Linked DNA regions of Ovis aries: region 1 is linked to region 2. Evidence: chromatin contacts called from public Hi-C data. All regions are on one chromosome and are shown on one strand. Each heading gives the region's core, a stretch centred on a gene start, on an enhancer-like site or on the middle of the called end of the contact. The rest is flanking DNA. Distances are from core to core; before and after follow the strand shown.

Region 1 (4,896 bases), core at 1,155-3,654, 69 kb before region 2:
AACAGCAGGAAAACAGCAGGGCACACAACCTTCTGCTCTGGAAACATTTTAATCTCTGCAAGGATTGTGGCATTGCAAGGTCTTAAGGATGGGAACCCAGAGCTGGCAGGCATGCGCTGCATGGTAGAATCAACCTGCTGTACAGACAACCCCATTCAGCTGCCTTTTAAGCTGCATCTATTTAGAATTCTGTTTAATATACTGTTCATAGAGATTCACTATGAGAAATACTAGAAAATACAAGCAGATTTCAATGAAGCATGGCTTGAAAAATCAAAATATGAAACGGATTTTTCTATTTTTATTAACAAGTCATAGTCAACAACAAGCCATAAAAATTCCACTTACATGCTAATAAATTGTGATACTAAATAGGGGAATTACTGGACTGGAATTACTTACAGTGATATTGAGAAGAATTAAGCATCAATAAGTAAACTGACAAAGTAGAATATTTCTTTTAATTTTGATACTTTCTCCAAAATGCCCTAGTCATGAGTTATTTTGTTGGTTCTCATGGCAATATTCTTAGAAAATTATTGGTATGTGACTATCAACTGCATTTTCTGGATATTCAGGACCTAATAAAATGATCAGAATTGTGTAAAGTTCCCTAAAAGTCTATGTCTTGTTGATAAAATTTTCAGTCGTCACATCTTGATGATTTTGATGTCTCAGTATAATAATGGATCAAAATGTTTCAGATTCACTTTATAATAATCTATTGGGTAAAAGCAAACAGGGAGAGGAAAAGAAAGGAAGTTTTCAAAATGTAAATGGCATTCTAAAGGCAAGACTACAGCAGCTTAATTCTGTACCCATATAGTTTAAATGTCAAAATATTTTTGAAAATATAGATATTTGGAACTACAGAATTTTAGCTTAAGCTTAACTTTGTCTTCATCTAATATCCTAAGAATCAAATTATAGACCTTAATTGGCTGAGTTTGCACATTCAAGAAAAAATATTGAGTTCAATGACAACTTCTGGAATGAAATCATAGCCCCTCTCTCAATGGAAGCCATGAGTCTCCAAAAACAGTGCAATATCTGTTAACATTTTTCGATGAATAAGAGAGGATGCTACTTAAATTGGCTTAAAACATAAGATAATTTGTTAACTCACAAAGATTTTTAAATTGATTCATGATCTGTTCATCTTTTCTTTCTAATTCCTTAGCTTTGCCCCACAGGCACCCTTATCTCTTCCACAAAACTCTAAGTTGGCTGTAATAGTTGCAAATATTGCATTATCACCCAAAAACTGTTACAAGAGGGCATATATTTTCTTATGCCTCTTATTAATGAAAGTAACAATTTCCCTAGTTGCTTCCAGCAGGCCTTCCCCTGGTGTGAATTACATCATGTGATCATTTCCATTACATTAGTGAAAGGATGAATAGTTGTCTTAAACTAACCAATATTTCCTTCCTAAGGTGAAGGAATGGTCTCCTGATAGTTCAAAATAAAATAAAATAAAAATCATGCTTCTGTGTGAGCATAGAAGGGTTGGGAAGAGGGACAGCAGTGTTTACAAAAGTCCCTTGAGAGTAAAATTTTCCTGTACACAATTTTAAAAAAAAAGAAAATAACAATTAAAAAGAAAAATGTACATTCAAAATGATTTGGGGAAAAGTAAAATAAAATGGGTATTACTTACCTTTTAAACTATCCATAAATAATAGTGCATTTTATGCTGTAATTGGAAATTATGTTGAGAAAAAAATTAGCGGAGCCAAAAGTCAAAAGGGAAAACTTACGTAGAAAACAATATCTTTCTACAACCAAATTAGGGGAAAAGAGAGCTATAAAAACTATTCCAATTTTGTTAACATTCTTTTATCCTGTCCTATGAAATGGGTCTCCCATTGGCATCTAGACAATATTCTTAATCAGATTGACAGATTAAAGTTTTCTACAATTAGTTTGACTGCTTTATAAGTAGGCTTTTTAATATATGTGAATATATACTCCTTTTTTTTTAAGAACTGATACTGGTTCTGTAGAAGGAGAGAAGCAGAACCCAATCTAGATTGCTCTTGTTTACAAAAAGCATTCTTTACAAGATGTCTTTTACATACACCTGTGAAATATTTGTCTCTCTGTAAATGAATGCATTGGCATTTTGCCCTACAGAATTTAACAAATTTGAAATGCAAGTGTAGAAATGAATCCTTCCTAATTTCTTTCATTAAATTAGATGTTTCTATCATCTGACAAAAAAAATGTTTGCTAGGGGCTTTAATTATACTTCTCCATCTTCCCACTAGAGCCTATATTGGGGGGGGGGGAGGTGCAAAAGTTAAAAAGGAGTGCTTCCTTTCAGATGTTAGAGCACTGGCCAGGCCCTTCAGAGACTAACTCACCCCAAGGGTGAGGATGTGGTTTTCTGTGAGCAGAAGCATCAGAGCAGGCCCCGTGCTGTTTGCTCAACACTGCCTGCCTCTGCCACTTGAGCTAGACAGTCTTGCCTCTAGGATAGAAAACACTCTGCTTTCCAGAGCTCATCACACATGGGCACCTTCTCAGAGGTCCTTACAACTTCTGGGTCTGGTATAAGTTTCCTACTGCACCAGACTGTCTTTCATAGACTTGATGGTTATTTAAATGGCTGGACTAAGGAGATACAGATACCTATGATACAATTTAAAAAAAGAATCATTTACATGTTTTTTTCATTATTTATTTAATAAGCATTTATTACTTTCCAGAAAACTGTGGATAAAGATTTCAAAAAATCCCTGCCCTCAAAGAGTGGTCCCTACATTCAAGGAGCTTTCAGCTAGAGAGATAAAATGATAAAAATGAATACATTGAGGAAGATTAAGAACTCCCAGGAAAAATGTACAATGTACAAGTAAGCTACCAAAGAGGAATCCTTCTTGAGGGATTTAGAAAAAAAATCCACAGGGATGATATTTGTTCATAAATAATACTGATTCACAATATTCCACCATTACAAAATGAATGTTCTCGCTTAGCAAGAGTATAACTCCATGTCTCTAAATAATCACCAAGGTGACAAGGCTAGATTTATGCAGTCCTGTTCGATTGCATAGGTTTAAATTTCACTTTCTCTCAAAACAATATTTGTAGTCACTAATTTTACAATATGTTCTTAGCTCTTCTGAAAGATGATGAAGTATGGCAATCACTATTAATGGAAATATTCACCATCATTATTTAACAGAGAGATAACAACCCAGGCTTAAGCTCAGTATGCACATGAGATTGCCCACTGGGATCCTTAAAAGTCTCACATGAAATAGACTTGGAATCTGTACAGTGTGTTAGCAGGCAATGAATTGAATAAATGGTACATTGTTGTACTCTACAGGTACTTTTTCGACTCACTGCTGCAAGTAACTGTAAAAACTCCTCATGAGGTAAAATAGTTTAGGTCGTCAACCTCATGAAAGAGGTCATAATCCATGGATCACTGGCCAGATAGATAGAGCGAGGTAGCCTGTCATATCAAAACTTCGTAATAATGTTGATTATAGCTTGGTGAACTGGAGCATGAAAAAAATCCTTCAGTATTCTCCAAGTGGCTTCTCAAATAAAAAGAGCAATTCAGTCAATAACTCAATATTTATCCCAGGTTCTCACAACTGTGCATGTTCTCACAACTTTCCAGCATTGTACTCATCTCAACTAAGAACAAAACTAATTTCTTCAGACCCCCAAAATCACAAGCCTTCAGTTTCAAAATGTCCAGTCTCAGTCACTGCCAGGCACAAATAATGTGATTAAACTTCCTAATTGAAGTTCTTTGTTGCTTCTGCTTTTTTTTTAACAAGCTTCAGTAGACTCATGAGCAGGGGCCTGAATGACATAATATGTCTCCACATTTGCACTTGTGATAGGGGACAAAGAATTCATATAATGCAAAGAGATGAATGACCTCATAAGTAATGTCTGGGACTTAGACTAATTCCTAGTGTAGATTCTGAAAAGTGTTCATGAAAGAAAATGCTTCAACTGAGTGGGTTCTAGGAAGACCAAAATACGTCACAGTGGCCAAGTGAAAAAGAAGTTCAATTTAGTGTTTAAGGAATAGCACCCTGAAGGACTAGGGACTTCCCTTAAAGAACACTGTCCATTTCTCAGCTATCCATCATATAACCAAGAATCATATGGTGTTCCTGGAATAAAGTTGACCCTAAAAGAAAAAATACCCTACAGAATACTCTAACTCGATTCCCTTAACCTTTGAGCCCCTCATTCACTCAGAACCTTTGTAGTCACTCAAGACTAACTAAGTTACTTGGGGGTTTCAGTGAAAAATGAAAATGCAGGTCCCTTTATTCCAAAAGTATTGAGAAATGGAAGATGGTGACAGTAGAGAGTTAAATCAACAAGGGTCCCTCTCAGTACTACACTTAGGAAGTCAGCCTTGTTGTCACTACCCATGGGTCATTATGCATGATACAGAGGACAAAAATAGGAATAAGAAATAATTCTTGCCATCAAGGAGCTGGTTTAGTAGGGGAGATAGTGAAAGTAAAAGTCGCTCAGTCATGTCCAACTCTTTGCAACCCCATGGACTATACAGTCCATGGAATTCTCCAGGCCAGAATACTGGATTGGGTAGCCTTTCCCTTCTCCAGGGGATCTTCCCAAACCAATGATCGAACCTAGGTCTCCCACATCCAGACGCATTCTTTACCAGCTGAGCCACAAGGAAAGCTCAAGAACACTGGAGTGGGTAGCCTATCCCTTCTCCAGGGGATCTAACCGGGGGCTCCTGCATTGCAGACAGATTCTTTACCAACTGAGCTATGAGGGGATGTGAGATATTTATAAAATTTGTAAGTCAAGGATGGATAATTACATAAAAATTGTTCAGTACTCAGGTTAGAAGAAGGAATGGATAAGCACATTTTCTTTTGCAGC
Region 2 (5,211 bases), core at 1,488-3,987:
ATACACAGCAGAGACAGAAACCAGAATGCAGAGGCATGACGAATAAGGAAGACAGGAAGATTTAACAGTATGGAAGTTCCTCAAAAATTTTTTAAAAAGAAAAGCACATAATCCAGCAACTTTACTTCTAGCTATATAAGAATCCACCTGCCAAAGCGGGGGACATCAGAGATGCAAGTTCTATCTATGGGTCAGGAAGTTCCCCTGGAGTAGGAAATGAAAACAGTCTCAAGTATTCTTGCCTGGAAAATCCCATGGACAGAGGACCTTGGTGGGCTACTGTACAGGGGTTCGCAAAGAGTCGGACACTATTGAGCATGCACACACATACATATACACAAAAGAATTGGAAGTAGAGACAGATATTTGTATGCTCATGTTCATAGCAGCATTATTCACAACAGCCAAAAGGTGAAAGTAACTCAAACATCCATTAGAGAATGACTGGATCAACAAAATATAGTATAGACAAATAATGGAATAATGGTGGTAGTGGTTTAGTTGATAAGTCATGTCCAACTCATGATCCCATGGACTGTAGCCTGCCAAGCTCCTCTGTCCATGGGATTTCCCAGGCAAGAATACTAGAGTGTGTTGCCATTTCCTTCTTCAGGGGATTCTTCCTGACCCAGTGATCAAACCCATGTCTGTCTCCTGCATTGACAAGAGGATTCTTTACCACTAGCGCCAACTGGGAAGCCTTATGGTTGTACAACAATGTGCAAACAATACCTCTGGTATATATGCTTTTAAAAAATGACAGAAGTAGGACTTCCCTGGTGACAATGGATAACAATATGCCTGCCAGTGCAAGGGACATGGGTTCCATCTCTGGTCCAGGAAGATTTCACATGCTGTGGAGCAGCTAAGCTCGTGAACCACAACTACTTAGCCCACGTGCTGCAACTACTGAGGCCTGTGAGCCCTAGAGCTCATACTCTGCAACAAGAGAAGTCACTGCAATGAGAAGCCCATACACTGCAACTACAGAGGAGCCCCAACTCTCTTTAACTAGAGAAAGCCTGCACAAAGCAACAAAGACCCAGTGCAGCCAAAATTAAATAATTTTTTTAAAATTTTAAATAATTGAAAGAAGTCAATGGTGACAACGTTTTCAAAAGGAAAAGTAATAGGGCAGTAAAGTCAGAGATTTTTTGAAATGGAGGAACCTTGAACATATTCACCAGCCTGGAAAGGATTTTTAGAGAAATAGTGATATACATCTACCACCCAGGTAAAAGGGACACAAATATTGAACTAGCACATTAAAATCATCCGGAGATACTGAGCACTGTGCTTCCAGGAGTAAACCTGGGTCTTTGAGCAACAAATAGGCTTAATGTTTTATAATAACACTCACATACAGTAATATTTAAAGTCTCTCAAAATACATAGAATCTAAGCAATGTTAATCACACCAATAATAACTTTTTCTTCAAAGTTTTTCTATAAGTATGTCACTTTTTAAATCAAATTTCCTATTGATGACTCTATGGTGGAGTTTTTATTTGGTTTGATTTCAGCGTCGGGGGGGGGCGGAGGGAGCTTTCTTAGTGTTGTTTATTCATTTATTTTCACTTACTGCAAATTCACATTAAGTATGACTTTAGGTGAAATGGAAAATGTTTCCATTTTTAATCATCCCCTAATTACTTTTTATTGCCTCTTTGAAAATAAGGTTAAGTAAAGCAGCATGTGATACCCTGAGAGTATGGTAGTTTCTAAAGTTCAGAAAGCAGTTCTTGCAATGTGTGGAGGTCTGCATAATTACTTAATTATTCTTGCAATTCACCCCCTATCTCTTCCCCAACCAGCAAGGGAAGGTGGGAAGGACCGCCACATAAAAATTGCAGCTACCCATTTGCTTCTATGACCCAGTAACCTGGGTGAAGTGTATATACGAGTATTTCCTTTTATTTGAAGTTGGCAATAGTATATGTGTTGCCCAACTGTTTTTATGTCCTTTTTCAAATATTGTCCCTACTGTCCCATAGATATCTTTAATTAATGCCTATCTTCTTAGAAAATTAACCAGTTAAATGCACAGCATTGCAGAATCTGCACCTGTTTTTTATTCTTGTGGCTGAAGTTGAGAGAGATCATAGCTCATGAATAAGGAACAGTTTCAGTTTTGCAATGCTTTATCTATATGAAACAGGCAACCATTCATGGGAAAGGAAGTTTAAAACTTTTAGGTAAAAAAACCACTATTCAGATTCCAGGAAAATGCCCGTTTACTGAACTTTTTTCTTTTTACAAAATGTCTGTAGTCAGGTTAGCATTTAGGTCATACTCCAAAGACTTTACATTAATTAGCCTTATGAAAAGGTAAGTTTATTCCTCACATATCAGCCTGACAATTTCTTCCACATAGAGCAATATTTTCTGTTTTTCTATGATTTTCATTTAACCACAGAGGAGATGTTTCCTCATGTAAATGAACATTACTTAAGTATAAATTTCTTTAACTTTTCTAAAATTTGCTTACACGTATAACTATATACATTAATTTTATATGTGTACACACCAATTATGGGCTGTTACCATGATTTCAAGTGAAAGCTTTGTGAAAAATTTTCTGTTCTCTGTAGAATTTATAAAGCATAATGACTGTGGTGTTTCACAACTTCCTCTTTCAGTAGACTATCACTTTGCAGAGGGGAAAAAAAAAAAATGTGTCTAGAGAGGAGAGCAGAGCAGAGCAGAGAACAGAGTTCTTTGAGGTGCTGTTAGTTTAATTCAGTTCTCTAAGCAGCCCAACAAGCAACTGTAAATAAGACATAGAGGTAAGAACAAAGTATTACTTATTATTTTTTATTTTATTTGGGTTGTTACTTATAGAACAACAAATTTAAATACTGGCCAGATTACAAAGTAAGTTAAATTAAACCGGATCTCTCTCTCAAGTGAGTAGTCAATGTTTCAAATGAAAATGCTTAGTAAATTTACAATGTCTCAATTTCATACAATCTTTAAAAAGCTGGAAATTTTACAAGTTCTCATTGACCATTAAATTATTTTAACTGCAAAGTTAAATATACTCTTTCTTCATAAGTTTGTACACAGTTTACACTAAAAGAATTTTTATATTAATGATAAATTTTGAGAACTTTTTTCTTTCCCAGCTCCAGTAAATTCTCCTACATATATTGGTTTGTTAATTTTGCATATTATTAGTTGAACATTTTCTGGGGAAAAGATATTCTTGCATTTGTTTACTCATTGTGAAAATGTATTATTCTAAAAGGACATTTCAGTGTTATTTTTCATATCATCACATTACAGTGATATTTAAATACTTTAGAAAAGCAATTTGTGGTGTATATGATACGATCTAAAAAAAAACTAATATGTTTGTCTTAAGATCAGTTTACAGTTTAATGCTTAACAACAGAGCAAGAACTAAAACAAAGACCATTAGGATTTGTAACTGGAGATCAAACTGAGCTGAAACTGATCTCACTAGGAAATTCTAAAGTAATCTAAATACAATGTAATTTTTTTCCAATTGCTTGTCCCAATTAGAGTAATGTTTGCACATATTAACATGAATTAATTGTTTTTAATGCAATTGTATTCTTTATACAACAATTTTTAAATCTTCCTTTTAAAAGCAGTTGGTTTCCATGTACTTTGGCCAAAATCATTACAATTTATCTCAATACATCTTTAAAAAGAAAAATGCACTTATACACACATATAGATAACATATATATATATTCAAATAATAATACTTGGTTTGCTTTTTCAGTTAGAATAATAGCATGGCTTCCAAAAGAGAAAGTCTATGCTGTTCAGTCAATTAATGGATTTAATTTTTACTATTTTGGTAAACAGTACTGTCATACTGGTTCTACCACATTACCTGGAAAAAAGCTTTTTTAAAAAAACCGTTTTCACGTCAAGTGCGGTAACAAGAGTTGCTGTCTTTTGATTATAAGGAGAAAAAAAAGAAACAAAAACAGATTGATCGTGTTATAAATTCAGGAAGTAAACTGTTGACTAAAGTTTGACATTCTTAACTAATTAACATTTTTAAATTAAGCTGATAGTTGTGAGAAAACCATTAAAATTATGCACCTTCATCTTTATGTATCACACATCAATTAAATACAACTACTTCTTATGTTATTTGCAACAATATAATTTTTAATGCCCTTCTCTATTAAAAAAAATGATGGAAATATTATTAAGTGTCCAGAATTTTAAGTATGAGATATTTTGACATCATGAACTATTATGTGCTGTGTGTATACTATACATAGTGCGGTGTTACGCTGAATAGCTGATGACAACAAAGAGAAAACATAATCCAAGGAAATTAGAATCTAAATTGATCACTGCTGTAATTCAGAATGCAAATGAAGGCTAAATAAATAGGGAAAATGCTATCTTGCTGGCAAGACAGATGTGTTGATGTTGTTGTTGTTGTTGAGAATTATTAAAGTCTCTGAACGAACAGCCGCGTCCTAGATTACGGAAAATAAGCTTAGACTATTTTCTGCCTTTAAGAAAATTATACCTACAGAAAAAAAAGTCAGTGCGTATCTGGCTGTGTTTGCATAAGTCATGCAGATAGTTGGAGGGGATATTCTTGGCATTGTTAGGAAAACAGCTGGATGCACTGCATAGGCTTTTTTTGTTATTAACTTTTAAAAATATTTATGTATTTATTTATTCAGATTGCGCTGGGTCTTAGTTTCAGCACGTGGGATCTTTTTTTTTTTTTTAGTTGAGGCATGTGGGATCTAATTCTCTGGCCAGGGATTGAACCCCGGGTCCCCTGCATTGGGAGCATGGAGACCTAGCCATTGGACCACCAGGGAATTTCCATTACATAGACTTTTTATTTCACCACTGTCATTACATAAAACATTCAGACTTTGCCCCCCGCAGCCAAAGTCGCAAAGAACTGGACATGACTTGGCAACTGACCAATGAACAACCACATCCAAAATTTTTAAGTGAAAGTAGATATCATACTGTAAATAATTTATTGCTGGGAAACATAAATTTTGACTTTTAAACTATAGACACATATTTTACTATGTTTCATTAGAATTATATTCATGTGACATACTACATAAGGCATCAATTTTCACTGAGTCGAATAAAAGTTAAAACTGAATGACTGCTGTATGGCATTGTGAAATTTTATATCTGTCTTAATAAGACACAGTTGACTATATGACCTGTGGGTGATACTGCTGA

Evidence for each region. A called contact is a pair of places that touch in the nucleus more often than the background predicts.
Region 1: a contact with region 2 is called in a Hi-C map of blood, with 2.8 times the contacts expected there. The contact joins the enhancer-like site here to the promoter of MBNL1 in region 2. A contact is called at or near these places in 4 of 16 Hi-C or Micro-C datasets (blood and tail adipose tissue).

What each region holds. Positions count from the first base shown.
Region 1 is chr1:236,364,824-236,369,719 of ARS-UI_Ramb_v3.0, reverse strand. No RefSeq gene overlaps it. Among named protein-coding and RNA genes, the nearest start is that of MBNL1, 69 kb to the right of the region's middle. Within about 2 kb of position 2,404, at least 6 of the 54 cell types and tissues checked have an H3K27ac peak or open chromatin away from gene starts, as enhancers often do.
Region 2 is chr1:236,295,616-236,300,826 of ARS-UI_Ramb_v3.0, reverse strand. It overlaps MBNL1 (muscleblind like splicing regulator 1), which reads left to right and starts at 2,737. Exons shown (of 8, transcript XM_060394763.1): 1 at 2,737-2,786.